Linked DNA regions of Pan troglodytes: region 1 is linked to region 2. The links are chromatin contacts, called in public Hi-C maps. All regions are on one chromosome and are shown on one strand. The core of a region is the stretch at or near the end of the contact, and the rest is flanking DNA. Distances in the headings are between cores, read along the strand shown.

Evidence for each region. Hi-C and Micro-C count contacts between places; a contact is called where the count stands out from the background.
Region 1: a Hi-C map of stem cell-derived neural progenitor cells shows a contact between it and region 2, with 4 times the contacts expected there. The contact joins the promoter of LSAMP here to the enhancer-like site in region 2. A contact is called at or near these places in 2 of 7 Hi-C or Micro-C datasets (blood and stem cell-derived neural progenitor cells), 1 of 1 datasets of contacts at active chromatin or transcription factors (stem cell-derived excitatory neurons) and 1 of 1 other capture datasets (stem cell-derived neural stem cells).

What each region holds. Positions count from the first base shown.
Region 1 is chr2:119,771,352-119,774,611 of NHGRI_mPanTro3-v2.0_pri, reverse strand. It overlaps LSAMP (limbic system associated membrane protein), which reads left to right and starts at 1,476. Exons shown (of 9, transcript XM_016941692.3): 1 at 1,476-2,154. The coding sequence starts at 2,000.
Region 2 is chr2:119,484,195-119,487,358 of NHGRI_mPanTro3-v2.0_pri, reverse strand. The region is part of intron 1 of LSAMP (limbic system associated membrane protein); the gene reads left to right. Among named protein-coding and RNA genes, the nearest start is that of LSAMP, 290 kb to the left of the region's middle. Within about 2 kb of position 1,483, at least 10 of the 24 cell types and tissues checked have an H3K27ac peak or open chromatin away from gene starts, as enhancers often do. A contact at or near this core is called in stem cell-derived neural progenitor cells, where this site is marked.

The DNA of each region.
Region 1 (3,260 bases), core at 227-2,726, 290 kb before region 2:
GGCTGACACAGTGAAAACCCGTCTCTACTAAAAAAAATACAGAAAAAATTAGGCGTGGTAGCGGGCGCCTGTAGTCCCAGCTACTCGGGAGGCTGAGGCAGGAGAATGGCGTGAACCCAGGAGGCGGAGCTTGCAGTGAGCCGAGATGGCGCCACTGCACTCCAGCCTGGGCCACAGAGCGAGACTCCGTCTCAAAAAAAAGAAAAAAAGAAGAAGAAGAAAACTGCAATTCACTCTATAGCATCTTGTACCATTTGGTTTTTGTACCATATGAATACTTTCATTATTTAAATAAATATAATCAAAAAAGAGAAAAATAAAGTCCTTGGCTGGTACAAACACATTTTTTATCCTTAACATCAGTAATGAGGGAGATGTCCAAGAGTGTGGGGCTCTCACTTGAGTGACTATCAGTGGTCTTTATGGTCCTCATCACTTGCTTGGCTCATGGAATAAAAGGAGTGACAAATGATGGTAACCTGTCTGTCATTAGCAGGAGTACTGCACACAACCTTACTTAGTGTCTCCTTGCAAATGACAAGCTTTCTGATTTACAAATCTCCTTCCTTGCATATGAACATTTTGAGAAGTAAGTGCCAGGAGGAACTTGGGTAGCAATTCAATGTGCCCTTTAAATAGTAATCCTTAATACCATTACTCATGTGTAGGATTGAGTGAGAGTTTCCTGGAGAGTGAAGTTGATTTAGGGATCAGGGATCAGCTGCTGAGGCTGGCACTTGGAAAAAACAAGCCAAGCATTCACACCCCAGACCACTCAATACCAGCATTGTCTCCAATCCATCTTTCATAAAGGGGTTCCAAGAGGGGGAGGGGATGAAGGAAGGAGAGAAAATAAACCATTTTAATCCTGTAAGAGAAAGTGCAGGAAAGAGGAAAGAATGAACAAGATTTGAACACGCAAAGCCAGTTGCCAAGAATGTTTCGTTTGAAATCAACTTTGGCTTTTAATCTTAGACTCCACTGTCAAGTTTCTCCTCAGTTTCCTTCTCCCATCTTTCAGGACATTCCCCACCCTCACTCCCCACCTCAATGCTTTCCTGTCCTCTGTCCCACTCCCCTCATTTGCAACTCTCCTTCCCACCTCCTTTTTCTTCTTTCCTCACCCCTTCCCTCTCCTTTCCTGGACTCTTTCTCCTGTTCTTTTATAACTTAAGTCCCTCTCCTTCTCCCCTCTCTCCTGAACAGTACCTCTAAGCTCCATTCCCCCTTCTTAAGGAAATCAGCCAGGCCTCAGATGGAGCTGTCGTCCTGACAACCCAAAGGCGCATCAGGCTTTCATTGAGGCTGGCTGCTGCTGAAGGGGGCAGTTGTGCAAAGCGAGGGGCCACGTCGAGGGGAGGGCGGAGGGGATGACGTGGATGGGGCTGTTGAAAACCAGCAGGGTGGGGGGAGGGTGGGGGGGTGGGGGGGATGTGCTGAGCAGAGAGAGCGCCAGGGACTGGGAGAAACAGGAAAGGGAGGAGGGGGAGAGAGGATCTGGGTTGCTGCTGCTTCTGCTGCTGCTGCTGCTGCTGCTGCTGCTGCTGTGTGGCTGTTTCTGTACACTCACTGGCAGGCTTGGTGCCGGCTCCCTCGCCCGCCCGCCCGCCAGCCTGGGAAAGTGGGTTACAGAGCGAAGGAGCTCAGCTCAGACACTGGCAGAGGAGCATCCAGTCACAGAGAGACCAAACAAGAACCCCTTCCTTTGGCTTCCTCTTCAGCTCTTCCAGAGGGCTTGCTATTTGCACTCTCTCTTTTGAAATTGTGTTGCTTTTACTTTTCACCCTTCTGCTTGGGTTTTATGAGGGCTTTGTTAAGTCTTAGAGGGAAAAGAGACTGAGCGAGGGAAAGAGAGAGGCAAAGTGGAAAAGACCGTAAACTGGCAAAGCCCGCTCTGCGCTCGCTGTGCATGAAAGCCCCGTGTTGGTGAAGCCTCTCCTCGCGAGCAGCGCGCACCCCTCCAGAGCACCCCGCGGACCCGCACCTCGGCGTGGCCACCATGGTCAGGAGAGTTCAGCCGGATCGGAAACAGTTGCCACTGGTCCTACTGAGATTGCTCTGCCTTCTTCCCACAGGACTGCCTGTTCGCAGCGTGGATTTTAACCGAGGCACGGACAACATCACCGTGAGGCAGGGGGACACAGCCATCCTCAGGTAGGGCTTTCGGGCAACTTTTCTGCTGCGCGCGTCTACACGTGTGTGTGTGTGTGTGTGTGTGTGTGCCTGATCTCCTTGAACTCCAGCTCCTGATGCTGCAGGCTTGTGGTGTGTGTGTGTGTGTGGTGTGTGTGTGTGTGTCCCTGTTTTACTGACTGGTTGGCATTATAGCTAACAAAATTCAAGGGAATTCTGGTCCCTGTCAAGCAGCAGTGGTGTTGGTTAAATGTTGTTCGGTTCTTAGGACCTTGTTTCTCTTATCAAGGAAGCCTAACTTCACCCATGGCATTAGTGACTTCTGGGAAGTATTCTCGCTATTGTAATTGCTGTTGCATTGCACTTGAGAGTTTTGTTGGGAGTCCTTAATTCTGAAAGAAAGGTTGTTGGATTATGGCTCTCAGAGAGTAGTACACAGTACTGCATTCTCCTTGCTCCTCCCGTGTCTGTGTGTGTGTGTGTGTGTGTTTGTGTGTGTGTTTTCATGCCAACACACACACACACACACACATATCAAGGTTGTGTGTGAGGGTTTCTGATAGAAGACTTTCTGTAAGGATCTTCTAATTGACATGGAGGGCAATAAATCAATCTTAGAACTTTGGTTGGTTACTGAGCCTTTCCTGGAATGTGGATATAAATCAACACAAGATATGAAGAGCAGAAAGAAAAGGAATTTGCCAAATGGCTGATATTTAAGAGTAGGAGTGTTAAACACAGAGGTTGGGAGAGAATTAACCTGGCATAAAATGGATATTTCAAATTGATTATTGACTTCAAAGTCTTTTTTTCTGTGCAGCTCTGGCAAACTCTAAAATAATTTGAGATTGAAATTTGGAAAGAAGAGTCCCTAGTCCTTGGGAGTTTGACCCCTATCAGGTACTGTGAGCTAGAGAGACTCAAATGAGACCTAGTCATATTTTTATTTCTAAAATGCTCCAAGGTTATTTTTTGTGCTTCTCTTTTCTCTTCCTCCTCTCCACCAACTGTACCTACCCCTTGTTCTTTTTTCTAGCTTTCCTTGAATTTCTGGCAGATGCTAACAAAAAGAAAGAATCACTCTCCTTGGAGATCTTTTAAAATCTCATTTCCTCCAAATAAAATGA
Region 2 (3,164 bases), core at 234-2,733:
TCTTTCTAAATTAGTAGTTTTTATTATGCCATTACATCCTCATAATTTTGTATTTACTGTTTTAAAACTTGCTTCTAACATTTCAGGGTCAAGTTAAAACTGCTTGTCCTCTCATAGGGCATTTTCCAGCCCTTCAGGTGGGTAGCTGTATTTCTTGTTTCACTGCATCTTGATAACCCTGACTCCTATCACTGCGCATCACTTACCAAACTCTTCCTTGGCCCTCAGCCCCATTCAGACTTCAACTCTTTTTCCCCACTCTAGCTTTTTCTCTGGCCAGCCTTGTATTATTGATAATAGAAACATCATTTTCACTTTTCTTTCTGCTGCTGTGTAGTTGATACTTGAATGATTTCACCTGAAGCAGACATTTATTATAAAAATGCCACAATCATAACCCCCTATTCTGAAACTTTTGAAAGTTTCTTTAAACCAAGTGTCTAAGGATGTTTAAATCTACAGGCATGGGTGTTAGAGACAATTATTAGACAATAGTTAAGATCCATGAGAGGGGAGAATAGCTATTTTATGAATAAAGAACTATTTGCATGACTAAAGAACTTCCACTTTACGAATTAAAGCAAAAATATTTGGTGACTTAAGTAAACCCTAGGCCTTGATTTCTTGTGTTAGTTTAAATGAAAGTGATGATTAAACTCAGGCTCCTGCTGTGAAAAGCAAGTGTATTAAATTCTAACATTCATGAGGTCAGAAGACTGTAATTTACTAATTAAAACACACTAAATGGCTTTAATGAAGTCCACATACTTTTGAATCAGCTTTGTACATTCTGTTCCACATTCTGTAAGTCATCTAATAATTGAACTTGTTATTTGCAATCAGATTAATGAATGTAGTTATTGCTTTTAACTTACATAACCTGAGTAATATTCAATGCTACAGTTAGAAAGATATTTGCTATTTCAACAACATATATTTTTTGGTACGGGTAAGGATATACAAGGGGTGTTCATATATCTCTCAGCTGCTGAAGTCAGTATGTGTATAAGAAATGCTTCCAGTCACTCATAGAGCCTTTTATGAAAGATATTTATTCAAGAGCTCCATCAAAAAAGAAGTACATCACCATTACAACAAAGTCTCCTTCCTTGAGATCTTGTGGAGTAACAGTACATATTCAGATAAATGAACCATTGAATGCTGTCTGTAATAGCAACAGCTGGCACCTCTCAGATAACGCTGAGCTGCCCAGCCCCCATAGATCAGAAAATAGGCAACAACTAAGTAGAATTTTTATAGATCTGAAATCTGCTGAATACCCATTGAAAGAGAGCAAAATGTGCATTAGACCTCGCTGACAAATGCCCAAGGTTCAATCTCTCAAACGGTTTTGCAAACTAACAAAAACAGGAGTGAAAGGGATTATCTCCATCCTCAAATTTTCAACATGGTCAAAGGGACTGTAAAATCCTTCTGGTGAGCAAGCCAGGTTTAATGGTCGGGAACAAATGCTTCTTTAGTCACAGGGCAAGCCTTTTGGATTTGTAATTTCCTGTTAGGGACAGCAAAGGCAGTGCACACCCTCCACTCCTACTCTGCTGTGCTTTCCAGCCTTCTTCCCCATATTGTTTTTCCTTCTTTTTTTTCTTTCCCTTTTTTTCTAGTGAAAATCTAACTATACTGCAGGGTCTCCTGGAGTCTGCACATTTAGGGCATGAGGGCCATACTGTGAACTGTTCACCATCATTCTGCACATGAACCCTCTCTCTAGAGAAGTAAATATGTACTCAAACTGCTAACTGTAAACATAATTGGTGACTAGTGGAAGGTTGAACGAAGCGCTAACAACAGCTCATTAAAGGCTGAATAGATGATCTTGTGCAATCAGTTGCTCTGTGGCTGTGCCCCGGCATAGCAGTGGGCCTCCTATTATAACTAGTCTTTTCATAGCCTGTGCCATTTTCTCTATTGACTTCTGTGATTGCAGATAGCAGAGAGTAGGTGCTGTTGTCCAAAATCAGTAGTTTGTTAAATGCAAACTACTGACATTCTTTTGAAACATAGTGGGGACTATTGTCCAATATTGTTACTGATTTATTCTGAATCTGCAATAGGCCCCTCTCTGTTTACCAATCACATGTTAAATTACTCTGACAGATGCATTTTAAAAAGCGACTAAATTTAGTCTGAGGTTACATGGAACAAAGATGTTGGATGGCTTATCATTAGCTTCTGGTGTCATTAACTCACTGGAACTTATATATCTATGAATTTCCCACAGGACTAGAAACTGCCTTGAACTTATTACGGGTTCAATATCTACTTCTCTACTTCTTGATCACTGGTTTGTGCCCCCAAACAACTTTTATTTGCTATTGGATATGACTATAAAAGTAATATGAGGAATGTCCTTTATGTTGTAGCAACATGTCGAGTTTTTGCTTCAAAATACAGGAAAACAAAGGCAAATTTCTTGTATTGCCTCTCACTCTGCTAATTTGAGCTCTTTGCTAGTAATCATAATCTAGAGGAGGTGAGCAGGAGTCACCTGTGTGACATTATATAAGTGTTAATACTGGTTTGCAAAATGATTATTTCTTTTAAAAGGACATCCACTAAATGATTAACTTGTGTGAATAAATAATTAATGAATCAAATACAACCCTCTGTTCTTTCTTCCTTCTGTTGTTGTTGCTGTTATTTTAACTAACCTCTGAGAGAACAAATGCAAATTGGATAACATTCCTCATGAATTAAAAAAAAAAAAGCACGTGTTTTTGTAGAACAAGCAAATTAAGAAGTAGATATGATAAAGGAAAAATATTTAAACATAGCACAAACCTCCACAATAGTGTTTAGAAGTCTTGATATAGAATTAGGTCAACTCTGGGAATAATTTCTAAGGACAAAAAAATTGTATATATTAGTTTTATTCATATTAAGTGAAAGAATAAGGAAGAGTTAGACGAAAAGAATGGTATCACATTTTTCCTATTTTGCAATTGTCAGCTGGGTAAAGGAGAAAGATTTCAAGATTGCAAAAGATGAAGCTCAAAACATAGAAATCGTGACACCATCTGACTAACTTAAGTGAGGTCAATTGCTGTTGGCCAGGTGAAATATGCCCCACTGCCTGCTGATAAAATCAATGACACTTACTTGGGATTTTTTGAAAGATCAAGGATAATGGACTCGAGGACTAA